Linked DNA regions of Mus musculus: all the other regions are linked to region 3. Evidence: chromatin contacts called from public Hi-C and promoter capture Hi-C data. All regions are on one chromosome and are shown on one strand. Each heading gives the region's core, a stretch centred on a gene start, on an enhancer-like site or on the middle of the called end of the contact. The rest is flanking DNA. Distances are from core to core; before and after follow the strand shown. Region 1 holds the start of Mon2 (MON2 homolog, regulator of endosome to Golgi trafficking). Region 2 holds the start of Usp15 (ubiquitin specific peptidase 15). Region 3 holds the start of Tbk1 (TANK-binding kinase 1). Region 4 holds the start of Llph (LLP homolog, long-term synaptic facilitation (Aplysia)).

Region 1 (7,124 bases), core at 1,781-4,280, 1.5 Mb after region 3:
ACACAGAACAAAAGCTCTGCCATGGGGAACTTCTGATTTAGGCAAAAACTCTGCCACGGCGCCAGATAATAACAGAAAACCTTGAAAGTACACAGCCTGGAACCACTAATTGTTATTTATGCTTTGTGGTGATATCAAGAAAGGGAGATGGGGCCTGCAGGGATGGCTCTGTAGTAGTGGTGCTTATCACCAGGTGTGACAGTGTAAGTCTGCCTGTATGTGGATCTCATGTGCCCGGTGCCAGTGAAGGCCGGATGAGGGCATCCGGTCCTTTTCAATTCGAGTTACAGAGTTTAGAGCACCATATGGGTGCTGGGAATCAACCCAGGTCCTCTGGAAGAACAGCCAGTGCTCTTAACCATTGAGCCATCTGTCAAGCCCCAGGAAGACTCTCACTCAGCAAATCCTTATGGAACATGCAGCATAAACGAGATGGTGTATTAGAGACAATCAGGAGAATGATGCTTGCCATCACTGCAAAGGCTGGAAGCAATTACCAAGTAGCTGTCTAGGCAGTGATCTAGGAGAAACTAAGGAGCTGCCATGAGAGCTCCAGGACTAGGAATGTGGTGAGTTCTAGAACTTTGTAACTTACCTGCTGGAAGAGTGGTTTTTCCCAATAAAAATACCACAGACGATATCAATTAAATTCCAAGGTTAAAGCACAGAAGCCAATAGCACAGAGGAGCCACAGCTCTTAACATGATTCACTAGGACTGGGAACAGCCACAGCTCTATAAATTACTGCTGAAATGACAGTAGGATTTGATGTTTTCTTTTTTCTTTTTTTTTTTCCTTTTTTTTTTTCTTTTTTTTTTTTTTCTTTTTTTTTTTTTTTTTGTTTGTTTTTCGAGACAGGGTTTCTCTGTGTAGCCCTGGCTGTCCTGGAACTCACTTTGTAGACCAGACTGGCGTTGAACTCAGAAATCCACCTGCCTCTGCCTCCCAAGTGCTGGGACTAAAGGTAACTGGAACAAACAGGTAAAAGCAAGGCACTCATGGAAAATTTCAAGATTCCTGACAAGTCTGCATTCTAAACTTTACTAGTCAAGTTCTAATTATAAAACTTCTTACAGTATTCATAAAGATAGTTGTAAGTAGAAAAATATGAACTCACTCTGTAACATTTAATAGCAAGTAGTATGATAAAATTTCAGGTATACTAAGTAAGCTATATTAACTAGGAAATAAAATTAACTATTTTTACATATCTTTGAACTACACTATTTTTAAAGTTTTTTTTTAGATGTATTCATTTTTGTTATATTTGTATGGGTGTTTTGCTTGTAGGTATGCCTGCACACCACATGTGTGCCTGGTGTCTTTGGAGACCAGAAGAAAGAGGTCAGATCCCTTGAAACTGGAATTACACAAGATTGTGAGCCACCATGTAGGTGCTGGGAATTGAACAAGGGACTTCTGGAAGAGCAGCAAGTGCTCTTAACTGCCGAGCCTGACCCCTGAACTACAATAGTTTAAAAATGTGAAAGGGCAGTTTTTAAAATATTTCAACAAAAATGGAATCTTAAAAGAAAAAAGTCAGGCATTAGTGACTAAACTCAATTTTTCAATTCAATATCTGGAAAATTTTATTAGCATACATTGAGCTCCCTGATACTCGTCCTGTGAGCCCCAGTCATCATCACCATCACCACCATCGGTTTTGGAAACAAGGTCTCTTTATGTACCCTGGTTGTCCTGGTGTCCACTCTCTAACTCACAGAGATCCACTCGCATCTGAGTATTGGAGCTAAAAGTTTGGCTACCACACCCGGTCTCCTATACTGGTACCACAATTTTCAGCTATTCTACAGCTGAAAAACAACAACAACAACAACAACAACAACAACAAATTATGCACCCAAGAGGCTATATATACTCAGATATATTTGTTTTGCAAAGCATCCTACTAGAATACTGCTTGTGCAGGGCTTAACATGGTTATCGTAGGCCTTGACCATTTGCTGTAATTTGGGGCTCTAGTTTATCACGACGATTAGATTTTTAGGTGGGCTGAATAACACAGACAAGAAGGAAATGTTCCCACACACTATGCCCACCTAAGTATGGAGAACGGATTCCGCTACAGCGGTGGATACTCATTCTTAGGAGCAATATACCTGACTCGAGTGTCACCAAACCGGCTCACTCATGGAACTTCGCTCCGAAATAAACATAACAAGAGAATGGAAGAAATCAAATCTCCTTGGAACTCTCAAAAGAATTCTACGAACAGCCTTTGCTGGGCAATCACCAAACTTAACTGGCGGAATGAAAATTAGTATAGGTGTTGGGGAATCGAGGAAAGCGGTCTACGAGGACCAGGGAGCGCTCGTGACGTTCCCCCCCCCCGCCCCTGACGTCGCCTGGGACCTACCTCCTTGACAGGTGGGAACTTCTTCTTGCATTCTAGTGACAAGGCCCGCAGGTCGCTCTGCATATTCTCCAGCAGCTTCTTCACAGCCTCGGGGCTGTTGGTGCAGGACATGGTCCCTCCAGGTCACCGCCGATCTGGGACCAGCACTACCAAGCAGGCACTGTCAGCAGCTTGCGCGGCCCGCAGCCAGCCGGCGGCTCCTCAGTCTTCCTTAGCCGGGGCCCAGGGCTCGGCGGGCGGGCGGGCGGGCGGGCGCACGGCCGGAGCCGGGCTGCGTCTCCCGAGGCGTGCCCGAGTTCCCCCCGGGCCGCCCCGCACCGCCGCCGGCCGCTCGCCGAAACCTGCCCGCAGCGGTGCAGCCCCACCAGGCTCCACCGGCGCCGGCTCAGGAGCCCACCAGACGGGCAGGTCCCTCCCGCTGCCGCGGGGCCTGGCCACGGCGGGCGTCACCGGCCGAGCTGGCCACAAGCTTCAGCGATGCCCGCCCCGGGTGCCCAGACCCGCCGACGCCATTAGCCCAGTCGCCCACAATTCCGAGCGCGGCCCGGACACGTCAGCCGCACTTCCGGACTCCGGGCCCCGCCCCCGCCCGGGCCAATCCGGAGGCGAGTCTCTGGAGGGGCGGGGCCGAGCGAGAAGCCCAGAACGAGCTCCAGCTGGGCAGTGCGGACCCCGCCCCCGCCGTCGACGCAGGTGGCCGGCACAGCTGCGCAGGCGCGTCCTGTTTTTTTTGGCTGGCTGGTAACCTGGGGATGATCGGAGGTGTCTCCCTACGTCTGTTTGTGATCCATTCTCTTCTGCTATAAATATTTGCTTTTTTTAAAAAATGAATTTGTCTTGTCCGTCACTTCTGCCTCCTTGATCCCCACCCCCCTGACTTAAAACACAAATCAGCGTCTTGCTCCTACCTCCCCGGCCTGGGGAACCTAAACGACAATCCTGCGGAGTTATCCAAATCGACTGACTTTGGTTTATTTAACTGCGGAGTCGTCCCTGATTTTCCTTATCTGTTAACAAGACTCCTCCTGCTCCCCGCCCCCTCCCCGCCTTCCACCGACAGATCCCTTTTATGTTTTTATTTTGCTTTGTTTTTGTTATCTCCCCGCCCCACCCACCCACCTCCCTGACTGTATACCTAGAACATACTAGGTAATTGACGCTCAAATAAGGAACCAATTCATTAGATCAGAAGTGCCAAATAAATGTAAGGCAAAAACTAACGTGAGCTTTTTCGATGTTCCAGGTGAGTCTATTTTTGCCCAAGACATTTCTCTGTTGTAATAAGCAGGAAGCAGAAATAATTTCAGCGTATTGTTCGGATGAGCAAAGCCAGCCTGTGTGGATTGAAGTTGGAAGAGGAGGAAGCTATGTCTGTGTTAAGCTATGTCTGTGAGACTGATTGGAACGTCTTGATTATGGGAAGATGGAATGTTGCAAGTCTAGAATCTAACTATCTTGGTTATCTTTTGCCCCCAGGTATCCACTTACTGTCATCTCTGTGTTTGACCTAACACCCTTGTCTTTTTTTTTTTTTTTTTTTTTTTTTTTTTTTTTTTTTGGAATGTGCCATCAGATTCCTAACTTCCAATGACTCAAAGGCGATCACTATCAGATAGTCCCTGAGGGGCGTGACAGAAAGTTTCCAGTTTTGCTGTAACTCACCTACCTGATGTTCTCAACCTCTGAGTGGAACTACCCTTTCACAGGGGTGGGTGGCCTAAGACCGTCAGATATTTATGCTATTGTTCATAACAGTAGCAAGATTACAGTTACGAAGTAGTATTGAAGATAATTTTCTGGTTGGGAGTCAGCACAACATGAGGAACTGTGTTAAATGGTGGCAGCGTTAGGAAGGCTGAGAACCCCTGCTCTAATGCATTTGTCAAATGCCTTAAGGGAGTCTTTGCTTTGTTATAAAAACTTTATGAAAATGCTACTGTGTTGGATGGTGGTGTTTGGGGGCAACCTGAATCTGTCTTCCTGAGCCTTGGTCCTTCATGTTGGGCTACAGAACAGATTAGGTCTTACTTTCTTTGAGTTGGGAGCTGTATTTTGAAGTTTTCTGAAATGATCTAATAACTGGGCTACTAACACAGATTCTAACACAATGTTTTGGGTTTATTATAGATAGCTTTGGCACAACTTACTGAAAATAATTTTCTTTCATCTTTGACACCTTTGTAGAGTTGAGGAATTCAAGTTGAAATTTTGTTTTGCTTTTGTTGTTGTTGTTGTTTTGTTTTGTTTTCTTTGAGACAGGGTCTCACTGTGTAGCTCTGGATGTCCTAAAACTCACTAGGTAGACCAGGCCAGCCTCAGACTCACAGAGCTCTGCCTGCCTCTGCCTCTGCCTCTCTGCCTCTGCCTTTGCCTCTGCCTCCTCTGCCTCTGCCTCTGCCTCTGCCTCTGCCTCTGCCTCTGCCTCTGCCTCTGCCTCTGCCTCTGCCTCTGCCTCTGCCTCTGCCTCTGCCTCTGCCTCTGCCTCTGCCTCTGCCTCTGCCTCTGCCTCTGCCTCTCCAGAGCTGAGAGGAAAGACGTGTGCTTCAAAGTGATGTTAGAAAATAAAGGCTCAAAAAAATAAAAAATAAAAAAAATAAGGGCTCATTACAGGTCATCACTCACACAGTTCTTCTGTGGTGTCCAAACATAATAATCAGTGAAATTCTTTTTTTCTTGATGTTCCCTCTTCACATTGAAAAATGGGAAGTCAGCCTGTTCTCCTGGTACCTTTTAAGAATATTTTGATTAGTTTACTTATTTTTGTCAGCTTCGTATGTGTGTATAGTAGGTTGTAATAACTCCCATCTTCATTACTATCTCATTCTCCCATTCCTCCTCCCTATGCTGAAACTCTCCTTCCTAAGAAGTTTCCTCTAATTTTCATATTGTGTATGTATGCACATGTGTGCTTGTTTGTGTGCATGTGCGCATATGTGTGCACATGTGCATGTGTGTGCATATGTTTGTGCTTATTTGTGCATGTGTGCACATGTGTGCATATTTGTGTGCTTAAGTGTGTGCTTGTTTGTGCAAGCGTGCATATGTGTATGCATGTGTGTGTGTCACTGAGTTGAAGATTGCTTGCATGAGCATGGATAAGAGATTATTTCTGCAGCATGGGCTACTTTCCAGTAGGTACAACTGCCAAAGAAAATAGCACCTCTCCCCCTGCAACCGACAGTTGCCACTAGGTCCCTACACTTTTATCTCTTTAACAATGAGCCAGAAGGCTCAGTGGTTAAGAGCACTGTCTGCTCTTCCAGAGTTTCCTGAGTTCAAATCCCAGCAACCACATGATGGCTCAAAACCACCTGTAATTGAGATCTGATGTCCGCTTCTGGTGTGTCTGAAGACAGCAACAGTGTATTCACATACATAAAAAATAATCTTAAAAACAACAACAACAACAACCTATAACAGAAAAACTTGTCCAATGTCATTCTGAAATATTTGTCTCAGTCAAAGGACAGAATGCAAATGTCACTCAGCCTAATTTTATATTTGTCCAGTCCTGCAGGCTTGAACACCATTAATGTTCTTTTTCTGTATCTTAGACACTGGTGTTTCCCAGAATTCCATTCTTGGCACTCTTCTCAGTTTATTCTCTCCGTGACGTTATTCGCACCGATGATTTCAGTGACTGCTTCCCTACTTGTGTTACTCTCTATAACCCCATACTGACAAACAGCAGTGAACACTGTGGATCTACAGGAATGTCCCGCCATACACACCGTTTGAGTTTGCTCCAGTGTGAGATAACCCCAAGACTTCATTATATAGATACTGAGTACTATATGAAAGTACAAGCTTCTAAACCTTCCAAATATCCAACCCTCCTGCAGTACAGACATCAGATACTATGGAACCTCCAGACACCAGTTTGCCTAGGCAGGCTAGCTCACCATCTCAGTTACAAAGTACAGAATGTGATTGTCGAGGATATTTAGACACGAGTCCTCCCCTCCCCTGGGGTCACAAAGCCTCACTTAAATTCTTAAATTTAGCACTATGGAAATAAAAAAATAATAATAACAAACAGCCTGTCACTTCGCTCTCTCTGAAAGTGGTCTTGTCAAGCTGTTACTGAAAGTCCTTCGAAAGTGGAGACATAAGCAGTATCTACCCCTCCTCCTGGGGTTCCGAACACACCAAGGCACGATCTCACCGAAGCTCACCCAGCTGTGGATTCCTTGCAGCGCATCGGTAGGGGGAGGGTTGTTATGGGTCTGTGTATGCTCTTACCACGAAAAGGTCATACCTGGAAAGCCAGCAGGGTCGAGGGCTTTACTGTAGCAGAACATATGGAGCTCTCCTCTCCAGTGTAAACCTCCCCAGCCTCTCTCAGAGGCCACAGAGGCTATGCAGAATTGAGGCAGAGGAGATACTCAGGTGGGGTGCAGGGGGCTTCTGAGCTTCCCCAGTCCCTTCATGTGGGAAGGTAAACAGCCAACAAGCCCAGGTAGGGTACTTTTACACAGGAACACAGCCAAACTCCCCAAGATGTTGTTTGCTTGGCTTGGAGGAGAGTCACTCACAACATGGTCCTGACATGAGCACTCAACTGACCATAGACATCTTGACCTGCATGCCTCATGAAGGCCTCAGGTTCCTCCCACAGAGGATGGCCCTCACATCCATTTGCCCAAAATATCTAAACAAATGACTCTCCCTGCTACCTCACCTGCCACATCTATGATGGATGCAGCTCCGTTGTTTCATCCTTCATAACTTCTAAGCCATTCATGTC
Region 2 (7,454 bases), core at 1,441-3,940, 1.6 Mb after region 3:
ATGAGTGTCACCTTGCTAGCTCACCTGTCATAGGGAGAACTCTTGTACCACTGTTTACCTACTTCTTACTGCACGTCCAGTGCCAGTCGTACAGAATGCTCTCTTTATCTCAGCACAACTTGTGTACTCAAATCACCACCCATAAACAAATAAACAGAGATGGGTATTCATGAAGACCCAAATCAAATACAAATATCTGCCTAGGTAGTTGAGTTAGTTTGCAAAGTGCTCAGGAGCTAATGTGGTGAAATTTAACGCACCTCACTATAATTTCAAAACTCTGTACGAAGATTTCCAGATTATGGTAAGCCTATCTCTTTTTTTCTTAGTAGCAGAATCAGCATGAAGAACTGTATTAAAAGGCAGCATCATTAGGAATGTTGAGAACCACTGATTTACACAAAATAGAAAATTAACAAGGAGGTAAAACTTGCATATTTAGCTGCTGCCTAAAAACTGGACTTAAGTTCTTTCTTGAAATTAAGGCATTGTAACAACCCAAGTATAGACTTAACTTGTACATTTTGACGTGGTTTACGGTAACTGTCAAGAAAAATATACTCGCTTAAAAATAACCAACTTTAAAAGTAGTTTAATATCCACAATACAGGTATTTCTTAAATCATATATTACCATGAACACCAATTATACGTGATATTACTCAACAGAAAAACATTAGTGAGAAAACTATCCACATTCTAAAAAATATTTCTATTTTATCGGTAGTCATATTTATATTTGTATGATACAATAAATGAGTGAATTGGTTTTTAAAAAATGTTCTTCAATATACCAGAGAGAAGAAGCTTGAATTTATCTGTTAAGATCGCACAGGCCAAGGGGAGCATAGGTGTTCTAGGGAATGCCCGATTTCTTCTCAGCAATAAACTCCGTAAGAAAAACAAAAGCAGACTATAAGCAATAATGACTTAAGCCTCTGCAAGGCTGTAATGCAACAAGTGTGTTTTCCATCATCAAGGTTCTTAATTACACAAAGTGTTTGCCGTCTTACAAACTAAGGATCCAAGAACTTCAATTCAGGTCCCCCAGCTGTCGCCTATTAGCTAACTCGAAAATGATTCCAACCCCACAGCACTTGTCTGGAATTAATGGCAGAAATAAAAAAGATCACTAAAACTTAGTATTTCATGAATACCAGATAGTTCAGAATATTTAGCTGAATTAATATAGAGCAAACACAATAACATCGTTATTGCTCTTTGAACAGATGGAGATGCGGAGGCTCAATGGCTTGGATGAATTTGCTTCCAAGTCACACTGCAAAGTATGAGGTGGACCTGTGAATAAATCAGGTCTAAGTCTCTTTCCACCGCGCCACACTGGAGTGCCTAACAAGCACTTGAGAACTGTGAATAAATCAGGTCTTAAGTCTCTTTCCACTAGCCACACTGGAGTACCTAACAGGCACTTGAGACGCTATAAACCACTAGTACGGAGACAGAAGGAAGGAAAAGTAACTTAGGAAGAAAGAAAGAAAGAAAGAAAGAACGAAAGAACACACAGGCACACTGCCCTTCCCCTAAAACAGAACTTTCCCTTTATTTAAATAATTCTGTAAGTTAACTGCTTTGGCTGACGAGTGTTAAATTTTGTACATGCTTCCTCTAGTTATTTAGGTACAGTACCCTCTTATTTTGGCATTTTACAAGTTTGAATATGAGCAAGCCTTTAAGCTTCAAGTGGACTTATCTACTTTCTGCAGGCCTACGTTATCCTTCAAACCGGAGGGAAGGGCTGCACTTCCAAACAGAAGCGCTGCCGGCTCCTATCGAGCCAGGAGCAAAGCACAGGACCACGTGGTGCCTCTCTCTCTCTCTCTCTCTCTCTCTCTCTCTCTCTCTCTCTCTCTCTCTCTCTCAAGAAAAAAAAATTAAAAAAACAAGGTCCCTACACCGCTCCCTCCTTTTTGACAAGGAAGTGGAAATTAGGGGTTTCCTTTTCAGCGGAGCCCTGACACACACCACCTGTGTGGTCCCCGCCGCAAACATCCTGAAGCCCGGCTCCCGGAAGACTACAAGGATCGGAATAATGGGGAACTTGGGTGCGGACGACGCCGGGGAAGGAGTGACCAGAGAAGCGCGGCGGGCGAGCGAGGAGGAGCGGCGCGACCGGGATCTGTCAAAAAAAAAAAAAAAAAAAAAAAAAAAAAAAAAAAAACCAGCGGCAGGCAGGCTCACGCCGAGCCACTGCACCCGGGCTCCGCCAAGGCCCCAAGTGGGAGCGGCACTGCCGGAGGGAGGAGGACCCGGAGCCCCGCGAGCCCCGGCCGCCGCTTCCGCGCAGCCCCGGGCGCGCACCGCCCACCGCGAGCCCCGGCCCTCTGCGCCGGTCCAACCTTTGCCCCCAAAATCTGCTGCCTGAGCGGCCGCCGCCGGACCTGTCCGCACCTGTCACCAGCCGGCGACACCAGCCCACCGCTCCCGCCCAGCTCTCCGCCAGCCTCGGGCCCCCGCGGGCCCCGCGACCCCGTTCCCTACCAGGTGTCCCCTTTCCGGAGCGAGGTTTTGAGCAGCGTCGCGATGTCAGAACGCTGGGTGTCCAGGTCCGCCGCTCCGCCTTCCGCCATCTTCTTCCACTAGCCGTAGCGGAGGCGGCGGCGACGGCGGCGGCACGCCCCGGAGCATTGTGGGAATGGCGTCCCCGGCCCCGCCCCGCCGGCAGGTCTGTACCAAATGGGGCGCGAGGGCGGGGGTCTGGGGGCGTGGCTCGGCGGGGAGCGCGGCGGGTGCGCGCCTGCGCCCTGCTGCCCCCTCGGGTCCCCGCACGCCCCGCAGCACGGCGTGGTCGCCGCCGCCGCCCCAGACCTCTGAGTTTGCACGGTTCTCACCGGGTGCCGCGCTTTCTCTCCCTGCCTTTGCCCTGCCCTGCTCGGACTCTCCTTGCCATGCTGGCCCTTTTCTTGCCGCAGCCGCCTCCAAACCCATGTTTTTGCGGGTTCACTCCTACTGGAGGGCGGGGCCGGCTGGGACATGGCAGAAAGCGCGCAGTTCCGTGACTTGGGGCTTTTCCTTTCCAGCCGCAGAGCCCAAGCCCACTGAATATTGGCACAAAGAGGGCTCTGAAACCAAAGGTTTGGGCGCAGTGCCCTTCCTAGGTTCTTCCCAGCTCTCCCATGCTTGCTGTCTGTAGGGACTTCTACCTTTCATAAGCTCTTTGTGACGCCTCCTAGCGCGCGTGGACACACACACACACACACACACACACACACACACACACACACACGTTAGCTGCAGTGCAAAACATGTCCCAGTTTCTAGGTGAACAAGCAGTTAAAGATGTATTGAATAAGGCCAGGTACTGAAGGGGGTTAGAAACGTGGGAGAAACCTCATGGGCGTCAAATTAGCATTCCCCTAGATTAAATTTCATGGTTGTATATGCCTAAAGTTAGACTCGATAATACAAGCTGCATTTGAAGGCAACAATTACAAACGGGGAAATTGAGCCTCTTAAAAATCAAATGCCAAGGTCACACGGCAACTGGAAGTGCAAGGTTATCGCACAGATTTCAAATCCCCAGTACTCAGTACCTCCATGAAAGGCTGAATTAAGATACAAACTCCGTAAAAGCTGCAACTAAGTTCTCTTTATAATTTGGCGTGTGAGTGTGCGTGTGTGTGCGTGTGTGTGCGTGTGTGTGTGTGTGTGTGTGTGTGTGTGTGTGTGTGTGCACTGCGGTTTAATGGTCTAGTACCATTCTACACCATTTGAGGCAAACGTTTCAAAATTAACTAAGGCAAAACTGCTGTTTCTAAGAATGAAGACGGCTACCTCAGTAGAACAGTAGGTGACAAGTTAAAGGATGGGCAATGGTCTCTCCATTTTTTAAGCCTCCTAGTTTTGGTGGGAAACTCAGTAAGGAAGGGGGTGCCTGCATTAGTGAGGACTGCTGGCCCATCCAAGAGAAAGCAGTGTTTCCCTGGTTAGGGTTTGTCAGCTTGACAGAAACTAAAGTCACTTGGAAAGAGGGGAACCTTAATTATGGGATTGCCTCCCTTAGAGTAGCCTGTGATGAGTCAGTGGAGCATTTTCTTGTTTAACGATCGGTGTGGTAAACCCACTGTGGGCAGGTGGTCCTGAGTTGTGTAAGAAAACAAGCTGAGCAAGCCATAAAAAGCAGTGTCCGTCCACGTACTCTGCTCTGGGTTCCTGTTGAGCTCTGGCTGTGACCTTCCCCTAGCGTAAGCCACCCAGACCCTTTCTTTCCTAAGTTGCCTTTGGTCAGAATGCTTTGTTGCAGCAATAGAAAACAACTAGCACAACCGGTGTGTATTGGCGTCATACTTGAGTGAGTCAGTATGTGACTGCTTGTTTCTGCGCAGTACTCTCTTTGTATTACTTCAGCCTCAATGAGTCTAAAAGTCATTTCCATTTACGGCTATTTCTTATGTTATTTGACCACTCCTGATTATAAAACCGAGTTTTCCTAACTATGGACATTCTCAGTTGTTATATATCCACACCCCCCATCCCCATCTTCTACCACTCTGTGAAGGAAAGCAAAGTAAGTTTTCAAAGAGAGACAACTTGGTATGCAAAGAATATGCTGTATCCTCATACATACATGGCTTCGGATCTCTAGCTGCCAACACTTAATCTGTAGTCTATTTACAAATTTAAATAGTATAATATTTATCTTAAAGGATTTTAAAAGCATGCAGTGCATTTATTTTCTAGATGAGTTGAGTGTGTGCCTGTGACAGCCTACTGTGGAGATCACAAGTCAACGTTGCAGGCGTCAGCTCTCTCTACTATGAGGGTCTCAGGGGATCAGACTTGGGTAAGTCACAATTATGCCTGCTGAGCCAAATTGCCAACCTAGCCTTTTAACAGTTTTTGAACTTTACTTTATCTTATTTTTCAGAAAGGATCCCATGCGTCCCAGGTTGTCAGTGCAACAGAAGATGACTTTGAACTTATCTGATCTGTCTGCTTCCGCCTCCCCAGTTCTGGGATGTTTCTGCAGCACTGGGCATCAAGCCCAGGGTTTCGTGCTTGCTATGTAAGCACTCTTCTGCCTGAGTCCTATCTCTAGACCCCATTAAGGATTTTTTTTTCTAAAAAAAAAAAAATGAAGATTAAATGAAACAATATGAGTTTGTTGCCTGGAACTTAATAGCCAATCAACAAATGTTAGTAGGAAGAATTGGACTGATATCAGGATAAATTGTATAGTATGTGTGTTATATCTCAATAAAGCTATTCTTAACAAAGCATTCAGGACTTTAAAGGTAAAACTGTGTCATTTGTTATTTTATAAGCATAACAGATCCATGAAGTAATAAGGCCACTGCCCTCTCTTCTAGTTTCCCACCACACAGAACTGCCAAAGTCCGCGCAGAAAAACAAACAAACAAACAAAAAACCCACAGTCATCTTCAGCTACACTGTGTTCAAGAGGAGTCAGTTCACGTTATACGTCAGGCTGATGAGATCGTCTCTCCCGGGGAGACCTCGCTAGTTTGTATCACAGTCAATAAAGTGGTTACACACAGTGTTTCATTTACCAGGCACTCAAATACCAGGTGTTCCCTACTGCTCTCTGCCCCATTCCTTCGAGACAAGGTGTCTCTCTGAATCTAGAATGTACCTTGTTTCAGCTAGACTAAGCAGCCAGCACCTGCATCACACCCAGCCACAGAGATGTGACCGTGAATGAGGGATTACTACTGCTTATTCACAATCACTGTCTTCACGTTGCTTCCCCAAGTCGACCTTCTCCATTGGGATCTTCAGTTAGTTGTCGCTATCTTCTCTTTTTATTTCAGTGTGTGCGCGCCTGTCTGTGTGAGTGCGTGTGTGCACACAGAAGCCAGCAGAGAGTATCGGGATCTTCTAGCATTCTCCACCCATTTACTTATCTCTCCCTGAACTTGAGACGTGCATTTTCTTGGGTACGCTGGAAGCCATCGAGTCTCACTCACCCTCCTGTCCCTGCACCCCTTGGAGCAGGCATGCTGGGATGGAACAGGCATGTGCTGGCTGCACTGTGGTCCTCAGGTCCGCACAGCAAGCACCCCGTCTTGGTACTCTCTTAGACTTTCTGTACCGTTCTTGTTCATTAAGAACCCTAGGGATATGGGCAGGGAGAGGAGTACAGAGAGTCGGGTGCTTAAGAAGAAGGATTTACCGTGAGTAGAGCGGACCACATGGAAAATGTGCCAGTTTTGAAATTAGAGCTCTTCTAGGGAGGATTTTTTTTCTTCTTATCTTGTAATCGCTCTTTCTTCCACTCGGATTTGAACAGTCCCTTGTTCAACCTTGACAGATTACTGTACTGAACAATTGAGAGACAAAGCTTCATGTATAAGTGCTCCAGAAGAGAATAAGGCTTAAAACAAGGTGTCGGTTTAGCAAAACAAGAGAGGCAGGTTCTCCAGAACCTATGACCTTCTCTACCACAGGTTCTTAGCCAATTTTATCGTACTAGGAATGAGTTAAATGCTGTGGAGCAGATGTCAAATCTAATAAGAAAGTGCTTAGTTACTCCCTGGTTTAGCTTAGCCCAGGGAGTGGCACTATTTGAAGGGGTGGTCTTGTTGGGGTGGGTGTGGCCTTGTTGGGGTGGGTGTGGCCTTGTTGGGGTGGGTGTGGCCTTGTTGGAGTGGGTGTGGCCTTGTTGGAGTAGGTGTGGCCTTGTTGGAGTAGGTGTGCCACTGTGGGCCTAAGCTTTGAGACCCTCATCCTAGCTGCCTGGAAGCAGGTATTCTGCTAGCAGCCTTCAAATGGGGTCGTGTAACTCTCAGCTCCTCCAGCACCATACCAGCCTGGATGCTGCCATGCTCCTGCCTTGATAGTGCTTGCCCGAACCTCTCAGCTTGTGGGCCAGCTCCAATTAAACGTTGTCCTTGTAAGGGTCACGGTGTCTGGTCACAGCAGTAAAACCCTAACACTCCTACAGTTATCATGTTATTATTGCAGCAGTAGCTGCGTCTTGCCAGATAAGTAATTATTGTGGTTCCTGGGGTCCATAGCTGGGTAGGAACATTGGTGACTGACTACCATCCCCAAGCACCATGATAGCTACCCATCAGTGAGAAACTGCAGCACCGGTCCAGTGTGATTTCTCAGTGTCCAGTAACCCAAGTGTGTGGTCTTCAGCAATAGCGTCATTCAAACCAAGGGCCCTGGCATCAACCTGTAGTGTTGTGGTGACTTCTGGGGCTCTCTGACCAGACTGTATAGGGAGGTGTTCTACACCTAGTCCTGGAATTTTCATTTCATAACCTTTTAGAAAGTGTTATCCACGTATCCCTATGGAATTGTGAACGGAGAAAGAGTGTAAAATCAATGTCGTGTTTACTAATGAAACTGAATGGAAGTAAGAACAAGTGCTAACCAACCAGACAGCATACACTAGCTGATATGAGGCCCCTGACACACGTACAGCCTGTTCTGGCCTCAGTGAGAAAAAAACCACACCTAACCCTGGAG
Region 3 (6,635 bases), core at 4,042-6,541:
ACCGTTCTCTGTCACAAGTCAAAGTTACATGAACTACATGTAAAGATCTGCATGATCAGCAAACCTTCCTACAGGCCACGCCTCTTCACCCGCCCCAGGCTGTCACACTCGGGTACTCTATCCCACACAACGGTAGTCATGGCAACTCTAGAAGGACTCAGTTAAGGAGCACAGCCAGATGGTTCAGGACATAGGCACCTGCCATGCACACTTGACAGCCATTGTATGATCCCCAGGACCAACAGGAAAGAACTGACTCTTGAAAGCTGGCCCCTGACTTCCAGCATGTATGTCACGGCAGCGTGCCTGCACATGCACATCACACATTAATAAATGAAAGTCTTAAAGATTAAATAAGCAATATATTTTGAATGGCAGTATATTTATGGACACGTTGAATATCATGATTAAAAATAATTGTTTTTTAAACAACTAAAGGAAAGCAAGATTAAAAAAAATTTTAAAAAAGGTTTATATTTACTTTAATTTTTTATTATTACATGTATTTTTTTTTTAAAGAGTTTTCACTTATTTTTATTTTTTTTTTAAATATGTGTTTATCATAAACAATGACTTTATTTGTTTTGTTTTTATTTATTATATGTAAGTACACTGTAGCTGTCTTCAGACACACCAGAAGAGGGAGTCTGATCTCGTTAGGGATGGTTGTGAGCCACCATGTGGTTGCTGGGATTTGAACTCAGGACCTTCGGAAGAGCAGTCGGGTGCTCTTACCTGCTGAGCCATCTCACCAGCCCTACATGTATTTTATGTACACAGGTATCTTGCCCGCATGTATGTCTGTATTGTGTGTTTGCTGGTGCTCTTGAAAGGCAGAAGAAAGCATAAGCTCTTGTGTCACTCCGTACAGCCCACTGTGAGCCACCACGTGGGTGGGCACTGGTTAGCAAACCCTGTCCTCTGTGAGAGCAGCCACTGCTCTAACCACGGAGACAGCTCTCCAGCCCAATGTTCGTGTTTCTAACCATGGTACTTGTCTGTCTGTGTATCCAGTGATTGCAGGTGTCTGTGGAGGGCAGAGGCATCAGATCTCCCTGGAGTTGAACTTCCAGGCTGCTGTGAGCCACGTGACACGGGTGCTGGGAACAGAATCAGGTCCTGTGCACCAGCAGTTGTGTACTCTGAACTTCTGAGCCATCTCCAGCCCACGCCTCACACCCAGCCTTCTGGTGCAGTCTTAAATACCTGAAGCCGAGACTGCTATCACTAAGACCTTCCCATCCAGTTATTCTTTCAATCAGTGAACATTTCCCAAGATCCACCACTTCCGTCTAGGCACTCACATGAAGGACACTGAGTAGCCAAGCAGGGGAAAGGACAGGAAACATAAACTATTCCGTAATGCCATCGTTCTAAACATGTCAGCCAAGTCACAGCTACTGACTGCCATTGTTTCCAACTTACATCCTTCCTAAAGCCACCAGAAAACCAAATCAAACCTGTCACGTGCAGGGACTGGTATTGGTTATACGTAACAACTCCAGCCCCCACAGTGCCTGACACGCACCACGTAACCATTATGGTAATTTGGAACAAAGGAAGACAGAAGGTTAGGTGTGTTAACACTAAATTCTGTTGTTCACAAACAAATAGCAATTTCTAGCAAAGAAACCCCCAGGAATAGTGGAAGTGAACCTGAGGGAGGCCCCGGAGCCTGGGGGCAGTTCCGGAACGAAGAGGAAACTGCTAGAACCGCGTGTGACATGTATGATTCATGCTTTATGAGCCACACAGCTGCTTACAATCGTATTTGCTCCCCAGAGGAAAGAGCACCTTGCCCATGCGTGCTGTCTCAGTGACAATCTCAAAGCCACAGGAAAACAGAAGAGGGCCTCTCCTCCCCACTGCCGATAACATGTTTAGTGTTCCCGTGTCGGAAAATAAGAACAACAGCGCTCCAAACAAAACTCACCCTCAAACACGTTCACGGCGCCGGAGAAAAGTCAGGATTTTACCTGGAAAAGGCGTTCCTACTCTGTCCCTTTCCAACTCTCTTCACATTTATCTTCAATTTCTTCATTTTAAACGATTCTAGTTACCTTTTTTTGTTGGTTTTTGTTGGTTTGTTTGTTTCTTTTAAAGACAGGGTTCTTCTATGTGGGCTAGGCTGTTCTGGAACTCGCACTTTAGAGACCTGTCTGCCTCTGCCTCCTGAGCACTGGACCAAAGGTGTGCGCCATCTCTGCCTGGCTACTCTAGTTGGCTTTACTTTCAGCCTCCGCTACAGATTTCACCAGGATGCTGGGGGTTGTTGCCATGCTGCCAGGAGCAACCCTTCAATCCCACCCCATTCCTACAGCTGCAGACGGCCTCGTACTACAACACAACACAGCCTTCCACCTCCAATCCACCCTGCATGGTGCTATTTAGAGACGCGAATCACCAGTGGGCTCCTTTTAAACTCTGGGCATCTGCCTGTCCGCCTGTCGGTCATGCCTCCCTCCACTGCATGTCACACCAGGAAGGCAGGTGGGAAACACTGTCCAATCTCTTCCAGTGTTTTTCCATTCTGTAAACTCAGAAACTAGCACCACTAGGTAGGTGTTCACCGCCCCAAAACAAGCTAAATCTTAATCACAAAGCCCACAAAATCCCTTCTCTTTGGACTTCGGCGTGCTTGTTGGAAGACAGGACCAGGTCGAGATGAGCCTGACAGGCAGCACTGGACCTACCTTATGCCTTCCTCGGAAGACATTTGCAGTGGCCCCCTGGCCTAGGATATCAGACAGGAGCCACAGATGGTTGGAGGTGCTCTGCATCTCGGCTTGTCCAGGCGCTTCTCCTCACGATAAGGGGGAAGAAGAGATTTGCATGTATGCTGTTAAGGAAATAACGAGTGTGAGCCACGGTTAGCTTGAAGTAGGACTGCCCAGTATCTGTTAGACTGAAATGCAGTATGTTCCCAGCAATACAGCAGCAACAGTGAACCACATATATTCCATCATTCTTGTTCCGCTCTGGAGATAGTGTTTTACCAACCTTCCCAGCCTGGCTTTCAGCTCTCCATATGACGCAGATTAGTCTTCAGTCTTAGCCTCCAAAATGGTGAGTTACAGGGATATCTGGCTTTTTTTTTTTTTTTTTTTCAAATTAAAAAGAATTGGATATGAGTATTTGAGTCTGTGCCCATGATGCTGGAGGGTGTGAGTCAGATCCCCGGGAGCTGGAATTATGTTGTGACCCATTTGCTGTGGGTGCTGGGAGTTCAAGCCCACCCTCTGTGCGAGTAGCAAGTGTTCCCAACCACTTCCATCCCCCATGTTTGGCTTTTATTTCATATATTCAATTTAATTTAAATCCCAGAGCTGTAAGAAACATCCGTTTATTGTCTAGTACTGTCTCTGACAATCAAAATAATATTGACTATTTCCTCCAATTGCTTGAAAAGATTAATCCTGATTTACAAAAAAATATTTTTTGACCCAGGGTCTCTTCACAAGCCCAAGTTGGACTCGAACCTGCAATTTTCCTGCCTTTGCCTCTCACATGCTGGGAGACAAATGAAAGAACTTAGGGAAGCGCAGAAAACCATCACCACTACAGGATCGTCCCAGAAGGCAGAATCTCGCCCACAGAGAAACTGTAACTGAAAAGTACAGAAGTTACTATTCTTGAAAAGCCAGTAACTCTTTTGATTCTGTTTAAGGATGGTTTTCCTGAGCCAGTGAAATGGCTCAGTGCGCAAAGGGGCTTGCTGCCAAATCTGATAACCTAAGTTCAGTTCCCGGAACCCACATGGACTATCTGTGCCACGGCATGTATGAGACCGCGCGCGCGCGCGCACACACACACACACACACACACGTAAAAACCATCAAAAAGTAGTCATTCCCCTTACTTCTAAATGGACAGGATGTATATACACACACCAAGTATATATTACCAAATCCTAAGATGTACCAACTGCAGACTTGACTTTTAACACAAGAAGGCCATGCAACCGAATAGATGGCACCAACACCAGACAGATCAGACTCCTTTAAGACTGTTGTGAGGTCAGATAGCAAGTCCATTTCCAGTAAGCTAGAACTCTGATCTTCCAAGTTAGGGTCCTGGGAAATGCCCAAGAGTCCAAGGTTCGACAATCTCTTACACAGTACTTATACTTAGAATTTTATCACCTATGTAATTTAGATAAGAAATTGTACAGCCATCTGTCTATTTGAAGTAAGCAAAAAAGGAACCCTTTTCGAAAACAACAAATGCACTTACCACTTAACTACGTACGCTCCATTCAAGGGGCGATAAACCCAAATATGTAACGGGAAACCTTCCCTAATTGATGCTGCACTGCTGTTAAATAACTGTAAAGGACAGATTCATCACCAAGTGCGCATATGTCTCTAGTGGGTAGCTGAAAACATATTTATCAGCTAAGATATATAAGATAAGCTCTCTCTCTATACCAATATAAAAAGATGGGTCCGCAATAGTAATGGTCTGAAACTTTTCCAGGAACCCCCTCGGGACTAAAACATGACTCAGCACACCCAACGGATGCTTGCTATGTAAATCTCCCCAAATCCTGACAAGTGTATTATCTGGCATTCAACAAGTAAGTTATCTGTGATTCTGTAGGCAGTCTACTTCCTTTGATTGCTTAAAGCGAAAGTTACCGAGGATAAAACAGGTCTGGTGACATGGTGTAGGGACAAAAGTTCCAGGATTTCCCAACTCTCCCTCTATGTCACCCATTTACTCCGTAGATAGCAGAGGTCCCGGAATGGGAAAGGTCGGGTTTTGACAGTTCTCGGGGGAGAATCCGTCTTGGGACGCCTGACAGAAAACACCAGGGGAATGGATCCGGGAAATAAATCCAGCAGGTCGGGGAGGAACGAGAAGACAGGGGGGTTTGCATTTCGCTGTGTACATTAAAAACGTCTGGTGCCGGTATCCTCGGGTGAGTCAACCCTCGGGAACGCCAGTCCGTCTAAAAACTGCCGGCGGCGGCAGCTGGACCAAGGGTGGGAGCGGCGAGTCAACTCCGGCCAGGGCAGCCCCGGTGCCCGGGCGGCCGCCAGGGCCCATCCCGGGCGAGCGCGAGGCTGCGGGGCTCCCGGGGCCGCGGCCCCGCGCTGACTCAGCACGCCGCCTCCCCGACCCCTGGGCGCGCCCCCGCCCGGCCCCTCCGGCCCCGTCCGCCCCCACCGGCCTCCGCCCGCCCCTCTTACCCCGCGAGTGTCCGCCGCGTACAGCCCGCGGCTCCCGGGCCTTCTCGCGCCCCAGGCTACTTCCGGCTTCGCCAGCCCGGGCCACGGAGCACGTGACCGAGTGCGGGGCGCGCCTGCGCGTGCGTACTCCGCGGCGGCCGAGCTCGCTGGGCTGCAGTCTCCAGTGCGGGCGGGAGGAGCTAAGGGAGTGCGGGGCGGCCGGCGTGCGGCAAGGAGGTGACGCCCACGGCCACCCGTGGACAGCGGGCTGGCCGCCGATCGCTTTCGCAGAGTAGATGGGGCGGGTTTGTGTTTCAACGTCGCTTGGCTGCTGCGTGAAGCAAGTATCCGTTCATGCCATCAGTACTCTTTAAGTCGCTTTCAGTTTCTGTTTTTGAAAATGGTAACACTGGAGACTTGAACTTGACAACTTAAGAGGTAAACTGCTGTATGATCAGGTCCTGCTCAAGCAGGCATTCCTTACAAGGATTTGCTTCCAAGGAAGCACGATGCACCAAATTCCTCTTTCTACCTAAGGCACCCTCCAGACCGAGGGCGAGCAGATCTCCGAGGACGGGAGCCGGGAGTGGTTAAGGGCTGGCAGAGGCGTTGACTGAAACAGGGGGCTGAAGCTGAATCTCTGCCCACTTCTAATCCGTTTTCATCAAACTCAAAATGGAGATTTTAAAAGGCCCACTCCAATGACTTCTTAGAAAGTTATTTTATTAGAATTTTAGACAGTTTAGGCAACAAGACCATTCTAACCGCAAATGCACGTCTTACAATAGAATATTTCAGTTCTGTTAATGACATGACAGATTCATCCAAGTTTCTTCCAACAAAAAACCCAACGTTCAAAAGTTATGAAGTATGACTAAGCCAAAGGACTTCACATGTTTACCACAGAAGTGATACACAGTAAAATACCACATAATACTTCTAAAAAAGTCAAGCCACTTGTGAAACTATTAGCAAGCACAGAGACGGAAACTCCACTGGTTAGGCACAGGACTAACTCAGGCACCATAAAACCCTCTGTCTTCTCACCTGTAACAAATGAGATTCCCTAGAGAGAATTATTTGGGTGCTTGCTTTTAAAAATCAGGTACTCAATGACGGAAAGGCTTCTTGGTCATGACGGTACTTGGGTAATCTCAAGGAATGAAGATGAGGATCATTAGACATGATTACATTAAAATTAAGTTCCTTATGTATATGCTCTGATTTCCATGTCCTGATTTCTCAGGTCTAAACACATGAACCCTCTGTAGGGCTTTAGAGAGCCGTGTATGGACTCGATAGTACAGTAATACAAGCTAATACTGAGACCTGTGTTTTAATTCATTGGATTCTTTACAAGTTATGAGGTAGCTACCACTGTTCCCCATTTCTGACGGGGAAACCAAGGCAGGAAGAAGTTATTTAACTTGCTCAAGGTCCTAAAATCGGTTACTGGTGTTAAGT
Region 4 (6,911 bases), core at 299-2,798, 1.4 Mb before region 3:
CTTAATACATAATAGGTTGATTTTATTTTCCAAATTTCTGTTCAAAAGCCACAGCCTTTTGGTACATGAAGCTGCCAATTTAGAGCATCTGTAAGGTTGATTTTTCAAACCCAGGGCATGCACGCTTCCTCTTGTTATAATGCCAACTGTATTTTTCCTGGGTTAAAAATCTCAGTGCTTGCTCCACTATATGCATGGTTTCTTCAAAAAGACACAGCTCTTCTAGCAATTAAACAGGGATTTTATAAGTCATCACTTATAAAGGGGGCTGGAGACCTGGTTCAGTGGTTAAGAGCACCTCTTGCTCTTGCAGAAGACCTGGGTTCAGTTCTGTGGTGATTTGGATATGCTTGGCTCATGGGAAGTGGCAATATTGGGAGGTGAGGCCTCATTGGAATAGGTGTGACTTTATTGGATGAAGTGTGTCACTGTGTAGGTGGGCTTTAAGGTCCCTAGTGCTCAAGCTCCAGCCAGTTCAGAAGAGAACCTCTGGCTGCCTTCAGATCTGGGCTTCTCCAGCGCCATGTCTGCCTGCATGCTGTCATGCTTCCTGCTATGACGACAATGGACTGAACCTCTGAAACTGTGAGCCAGTCCCAAATAAATGTTTTACTTTTTAAGAGTTGCTTTGGTTATGGTGTCTTCACAGTAATGGAAGTAAAACTAAGTAAAACTGGTTCCCAGCACCCCTGTGGTGACTCACAACCAACTGTAAATCCAGTTCAAGGGATGAGATGGCCTCTTCTGGCCTCTTCTGGTACCAGGCACACATGTGGTACACATACATGCTTGAATGTGGTGATCTGTTGAAAACACTGTTTCCAGGTAAGTCTGGGTAGTTAACGTTTGTTGCCTAATCACCCACTGAAGATCAATGAATGAGGTACTATCTAGGCCCTAAGACACTCTTCTTATCTTTCACAAGTGTTAAAGAGACTTGCGTATCGCCCATAGCTTGTGCAATATTAGAAGCACATGCAAAAACCACACCTTTTTTTGTAAACTCATTCACCCTAGGTTAGCTTTGTCTCAGGTATGTAATAGTTTGGACAGATCAACATTGGTTGAAATAGCTTGTTTTACCCTTTAAATTCGTGGGGATAAGGAAAGATTATTCTGTTGGGTGACACTTTGAAATATAACTGGCATGCAGTCGACGTGACGTATTTAAGTTGTACAATTTGATACATCCTCACAGCCGCGTACCTCCTAGGATCCTCAGCCGAAATGAGAAAATTTCTAGACTGCAATTAAACAAAAACAAAACTCAGAAAGGGCTCCAGGATGATCAGAGCTGAGCAATCCCTTTGGTATCCTTTCTCGTGAGGCTGTCACAGACAGGGCCCCCGGCCAGGCTTGGCCCATCCAAGGCTTTGAGATGCTTTGATTTATAATTTGCCACTCCCGACAGGAAATTCCTTAAACTTTCTCCTGTAGGTGTAGGGGTCAGCCAAAGCCTCGGGATGACAGAGACAGCTGGTTGACCACGCCTCCCCAAAGACCACGCCTCTCAAGGATCCCGGCATGCTGTGCGCTGGCCCCTGAACGGAAGCCGGAAGCGCCTGTACTTCCGGTTGGCGTCCCACGCGTGGTGCGCGGTGTTGTCTCTCAGGTGAGTTGCGTGGGCTTTGGACTCAACTCCGCGGCGTGAAGGACTGGCTCGGACCCTGCCTCCGCGGCGAGACCTGACCGCATCCTCGCTCGGTGCGGGGCTCGGGAGGGCGAGGCTCGGGGTCCCGCACACGGACCACTGGTGATTGCTGACGCTCAGGGGACCTCACCCAGCCACCCCACGGTTCTCGTGACCTGTACGGTGTGCAGCAGAGCGGTGGCCCCGGGGGATCCGGCTCAGCCCCGCAGTCCGCAGACGGGGACGGTAGCTCCGGGTTGAAGCCGAACTTGGTAGAAAGGAGCTGACAGGAGTCGGAGGATCAGAGCGAGCCTTAGGGAGAGCCATTTCCAGACCTAGATCGGAGATGTGACGGTCCTGAAGTGGGCGTTGTGCGGACTGGAGCTTGCGTGCGTGTGGGGCTAGAGAGTAAGTCGGAGGCCCGAGAGGAGCGGGATGAGCTTTGATACACGAGGGGAGGAGTCTTTAAAAGGCAGGGAGCTATGGTTTAAGCTGTTAAAAGTTCACACTAAAGATGTGGTGACGGATATTGGATAAGAACAGCGCAATAGGTGATTTTAAGGCGGAGCTGTTCGCTTTCTGTGTCTACTATGCATAGCTGCTCTTTGAGAACGGCTTGAATTAACGACTTGTTCCTACTTAAAGGGGCCTGACGTGTCCGGACTTAGTCCTTTCATGCTCTGCGCTGATTATTACATAAGCTAAGCATGAGGGCACAGCACAACTTCTCTTCCATCTGTCCCAGTTCTGAAGAGAAGGCTGCTTGGCCACGTCCTTGCCAGTCAAGGGTGTGAGCAGTAAACCTTTTGTTTGTGTTTCTGTTCACCGCCAGGTGAAGCATGGCTAAAAGCCTGCGGAGTAAGTGGAAGAGGAAGATGCGGGCCGAGAAGAGAAAGAAGAATGCGCCAAGGGAGCTCAACAGACTGAAGAGTATCCTCAGAGTGGACGGGGATGCTCTAATGAAAGACGTTGAGGAGATAGCAACCGTGGTGGTAGCCAAACCTCGCCAGGAGAAAATGCAGTGTGAGGAAGGGCGGTGTGACGGCGCAGATGAGGAAAAGGGTGAGCCTCGGTCTTCATTTACATGGTTTTTCTAAAAAATGATCCACTTTTCTCTTAGGGGTCGGTCTCTCTCTGTCTTTTTAAAGCCGTCTTCTACCCATTCTACTTGTCCCTAGTGTCAAGTCCAAAAGAAACTGGGGACAAATGGCTAGCTGTGGAGCTTATTAGATAATAAAGTACATGCTGGCACCCTGGTTCCTCTCAGCTCCTCCCCCCAACCCCCAAGTGTCTCCACTTCACAAGCCTCCCTCTCACTCCCATATAACACTGCCGTCTCGGCCGTGCTTCTCTCGGCTCCTGGATCCTCTCGTTCCTCTCAGTCGCCTTTACCCCACTTCTCTTCCTCTCTTGCCTCCCCAACCCCCACCCCACTTTCTCTCCTCTCATGGCCTGGTTCAGTCCACTGGCGATGTTTTGTCTTCTTTCTCTCCTGCTCTGGACTCTTCTGACTGTACCTTCCCTCATTTCGACAGTAAACACTTCCTCTTCAATCACACTTGGAGCTGTCCTGTGCTCACTGTATGCACCTCACATACCTGGTGTGTTCACGTCTTTATCCTTTGGAAGCTTACGTTTCTTTTAGAGACTGTGCTAAGCTGTTTCACAGTCAGTGTTTGTGAATAGCATCGCTGAGCTGTTTAGAATGGATCTTCAGCAATTACACAGCAGCTTGAATGCCCCAGGCACTGATGGTACTGCGGGATGGAGCTTAGCATCTAGGCAGATGTTTAATTACCCTGGAAAGTCACAGAATCTCACTTTTGTTTGCATCTTTTTAGAGACCCCTGTGTATTGTTACTCATTGGAGGCTCTGTATAATGCTGGATTCAGCAAAGAAAGGGGTGTTTGTTTTTAATGCCCCTGCTTGGCAGCTAAAGGAAGCACTCATATGAGGGGCATTGACTACACTTCCAGAGGACCCAGGTTCAGTTCCCAGCACCCACACGGCAGCTCACAACTGTCAGTAGCTCCAGGATCTGACATCCACACAGACAGACATGCAGGCAAAGCTTCAGTGTAGGTCTTTTTTTAAAAGGCACTCTTAAGGTAGAAGTGTGTTCATGTCTTGAAGGCCAAGGACCCCAAAGTTCTTAGTGCTTAATCCGAAGTGTTAGCGTCCCATTCTTCCAAAGAGAAACCCTCCTGTCTGGTTTCTGTTGGTCTGCTCTGCTTCCGCTGCCCCTGAGAGGTTTGAGACTTGAACTGGCTGTGTCCCTTTCAGCACACACAGCACCTCTGCAACTCTTTTCTTGGCTGCGCCCCCCTAGGAGTTTCTCTCCCTGTCCTTCCAACCCCGAGACGGACAGCTGCTGATGCCGTTGGTCTTCTATGGCTTGCTTTGTAGCTTACTGTCTCACTCTAAACTTCATGTTTTAGCAGATATCAATTTTTCCCTTTAAAGGCAATACTGGTTTGTCGTATGTGCCACGTTTTATTTGTTTGTAGTTGGCATCTGGGGCATTTCCGTGCTTCTGTGGTCTGATAAACCTTAGTGTCCACGTTTGCGTGCTTGCTTGTGTGCTTGTTTTTAATACCCAATTTCAGTGCTTTGGAGTATGGGCTTAGAGATGGAACGTGGCTCATACAGTAATGCTTTGCTCTTCTCTGCACCTGCCAGACATTTATAGCCACCTAGCAGTGCCTCAAATATCTCACTGCAATGGAACTGCCTGTTTTTAAGGTTTGGTTGTTTCTGTCTGTGTGGATTGTAAACATTCTTTATAAATTCTGGGCATCTTTGAGTCTCTTGGCATAAAGCCCCCTAATTTTCTTAATTTTATCATGTAGGATCTTAGTATACTGTTCTGTTTTTCTATTCCGAAACTTTTATTTTTAACTTTGACTATTCCCTTGAATAACTTCCTGCTCTTAGTGGATAGCTATCGTATCTTGTCGGGGTGTTGTTTGCTTCTGTAATTTGATCAGATATTTCTGCGTTGTTTGTTACATTCTCTTGAGTTCTGCTGCCTTGCTTTCACCCTTGTTCCCTCCACGCTTGTCTAGCCCTTTTCCCAAATACCTGGTGCATTGTCGCTGCAGCGAGGCGCTGGGGTGGAAACTGGGGGTGGAGGAAGCATCAGGGTGTGAGGAGGAGCCGTCCATCAGCGTGGAGGCTTGTAGGGTAAAAGGGGGGCTTCTGGCTTTTTTTTTTTTTTTAAAGGATAATCTCCTTTTACAGTCTGTGCCTCTTCTTTTTTTTCCTCAGCATCCTGAGAGAAGAATTCTCTCAATTTCTGCCTGGAGACTGCCTTGGTGCCCTCACTTGTAATCTTTCAGGAGCTAAATGGGAATAGAAGTGGAGACGAGGGGAGTCCTTCGGTTTAGTCATATTAGTAAAGCTTGCTCCTTCTGCCCTCAAGTATGTTCCTCTTCATGTCCCCGTTGCAGCTGGGGACTGTGCAACCTGCATAGTTTCCTCAGCCAAAAAATGCAGCTGTCTCCCCTGTCTTTGTCCCCTCTGTCTGCACCAAAGCATTACTTGTTACACTAAACCCCACGGCCAGAAGTTGTCGCCCATCCCTTGATCCCAGCCTTTCTACTTTCCTCTCTGTGCTTCCTTTAAATGTAGACCAGACTCACTCACTCACTCACTCACTCACTCGCTCGCTCGCTCGCTCACTCACTCACTCACTCACTCACTGCTTACGATGTTAACTTTCAGGGCTGGAGAGGTGGCTCAGCACTTGGCGCTTTCACAGAGTTCATTTCCCAGCTCCTGTGTCAGGTGGCCCACAGCCAACTGGAACATCAGCTCCAGGGACCTGACTGCACGCTCTTCTTCCTCCGTGGGCACCCGCACACACACGTGTGCACACATGGATTTAGGAGCATGCAGCGGCACGTGTGGCTTATGTCTGACTTTGCTGTAAGGGCTTCCATAGAGAGTGGTCTCTTTGTTTTGATTTCAGCCTCCATGTGGTTCTGACGCTCATGCGACTCCACGGGGTTGTCACGTGTGAATGTAATAACTCCTCATTTTATCCTTGTTTCTAATTTAGATGACATGAAAATGGAAACTGAAATTAAGAGAAACAGAAAGACTCTTCTAGACCAGCATGGCCAGTACCCAGTGTGGATGAACCAGAGGCAAAGAAAAAGACTGAAGGCCAAGAGAGAAAAGAAACGAGGGAAAAGCAGAGCAAAGGCCGCGAAGGGCCTGGCCTGGTAGACCTTAAAGACTGGCAAGGGAGACAGGCGTGGTGGTGCACCCCTTTCATCCCAGCACTCAAGAGGTGGAGGCAGGTGGATCTCTGTGAGTTCAAGGCCAGCCTGGTCTACAGAGCAATTCCAAAGCACCCAGGGCTCCATTACACAGAGAAACCGTGTCTTGAAAATACAAGCAAACAAACAAACAAAAAACCCAGAAACTTTGTTTTCAGTTTGTACTTAGTTCTGTAATTCAAACCAAAATAACTCATTTGTGTTAGAAACTTGAATAAAATCTCTTTGGTGATGAAAGAATGTTATGCTGAAGTTGTGATTGGATACTGCCTGGCACTGAGTATTGTAAGCATTGATGTGGTTATAACTATTTGATCTTACAGAATGGCCATTGTACTCAGTTCCTCAGATTAAACATGCTTATATCAAAATAGTATAGGCAGAAAGCTATTACATTATCATATTCAAAAATAGGGTATCAAGAGCCTGAGGAAGAGTCAACTTCTGTTTCTTGTTGGGTGGCTCAAAACCAACTCCCAAGGATGCGCCCTCTTGTGGCCGTCACTGGCACCGACATTCTATGCACACCTTCCCACGCACTAATAACTAAAATAGTCTTAAAAAGGCCATCAGTGGATCTTACCAGTAGTACTTACTTGAAGTGTTTATTTTTTTATAATTCATAATAAATGATATTTTGCGTGGAGATCTTGGAGTTTGACATTTTCTTTTATATATCATTAGGGTTTTCAGACACTGAGAAGACCACCAGCCTTTAGCTCAGGTGGACTATTACATGTATAGATTATTGTGTAAAACAAGTGATCCTCAATTTCAATATTGTGTAGCTTAAAATAATGATAAAGTCTAGGGCTGGTGAGATGGCTCAGCGGGTAAGAGCACTGACTGCTCTTCTGAAAGTCCTGAGTTCAAATCCCAGCAACCACATGGTGGCTCACAACTACCTGTAATGAGATCTGACACCCTCTTCTGGTGTGTCTGAGGACAGCAACTGTAGTTATTTATAATAAATCTTTGGGCCAGAGCGATCGGGCTG

The links. A called contact is a pair of places that touch in the nucleus more often than the background predicts. Capture Hi-C pulls out chosen DNA fragments and counts their contacts.
Region 1: a promoter capture Hi-C map of adipose tissue shows a contact between it and region 3, with 6 times the contacts expected there. The contact joins the promoter of Mon2 here to the promoter of Tbk1 in region 3. A contact is called at or near these places in 1 of 39 promoter capture datasets (pre-B cells), 1 of 484 Hi-C or Micro-C datasets (B cells), 4 of 115 datasets of contacts at active chromatin or transcription factors (the NIH/3T3 cell line, astrocytes, fibro-adipogenic progenitors and 1 more) and 2 of 9 other capture datasets (adipose tissue and liver).
Region 2: a contact with region 3 is called in a Hi-C map of muscle stem cells, with 6 times the contacts expected there. The contact joins the promoter of Usp15 here to the promoter of Tbk1 in region 3. A contact is called at or near these places in 2 of 484 Hi-C or Micro-C datasets (B cells and muscle stem cells), 5 of 115 datasets of contacts at active chromatin or transcription factors (astrocytes, double positive thymocytes, large pre-B cells and 2 more) and 2 of 9 other capture datasets (adipose tissue and liver).
Region 4: a Hi-C map of B cells shows a contact between it and region 3, with 7 read pairs. The contact joins the promoter of Llph here to the promoter of Tbk1 in region 3. A contact is called at or near these places in 1 of 484 Hi-C or Micro-C datasets (B cells), 3 of 115 datasets of contacts at active chromatin or transcription factors (bone marrow-derived dendritic cells, large pre-B cells and thymic regulatory T cells) and 2 of 9 other capture datasets (adipose tissue and liver).

What each region holds. Positions count from the first base shown.
Region 1 is chr10:123,073,475-123,080,598 of GRCm38.p6, forward strand. Mon2 (MON2 homolog, regulator of endosome to Golgi trafficking) reads right to left here and starts at 3,031. Exons shown (of 36, transcript NM_001163024.1): 1 at 2,378-3,031. The coding sequence starts at 2,488.
Region 2 is chr10:123,194,329-123,201,782 of GRCm38.p6, forward strand. It overlaps Usp15 (ubiquitin specific peptidase 15), which reads right to left and starts at 2,691. Exons shown (of 22, transcript NM_027604.4): 1 at 2,499-2,691. The coding sequence starts at 2,587. It overlaps Gm4129 (a long non-coding RNA gene), which reads left to right. Exons shown (of 3, transcript XR_003949042.1): 1 at 1-2,682; 2 at 4,698-4,800; 3 at 4,885-5,236.
Region 3 is chr10:121,581,503-121,588,137 of GRCm38.p6, forward strand. Tbk1 (TANK-binding kinase 1) reads right to left here and starts at 5,292. Exons shown (of 21, transcript NM_019786.4): 1 at 5,193-5,292; 2 at 2,694-2,839. The coding sequence starts at 2,780. Xpot (exportin, tRNA (nuclear export receptor for tRNAs)) reads right to left here. Exons shown (of 25, transcript NM_001081056.2): 25 at 5,878-6,635.
Region 4 is chr10:120,225,512-120,232,422 of GRCm38.p6, forward strand. It overlaps Llph (LLP homolog, long-term synaptic facilitation (Aplysia)), which reads left to right and starts at 1,549. Exons shown (of 3, transcript NM_025431.2): 1 at 1,549-1,612; 2 at 2,463-2,692; 3 at 5,692-6,559. The coding sequence starts at 2,470. The coding sequence ends at 5,861.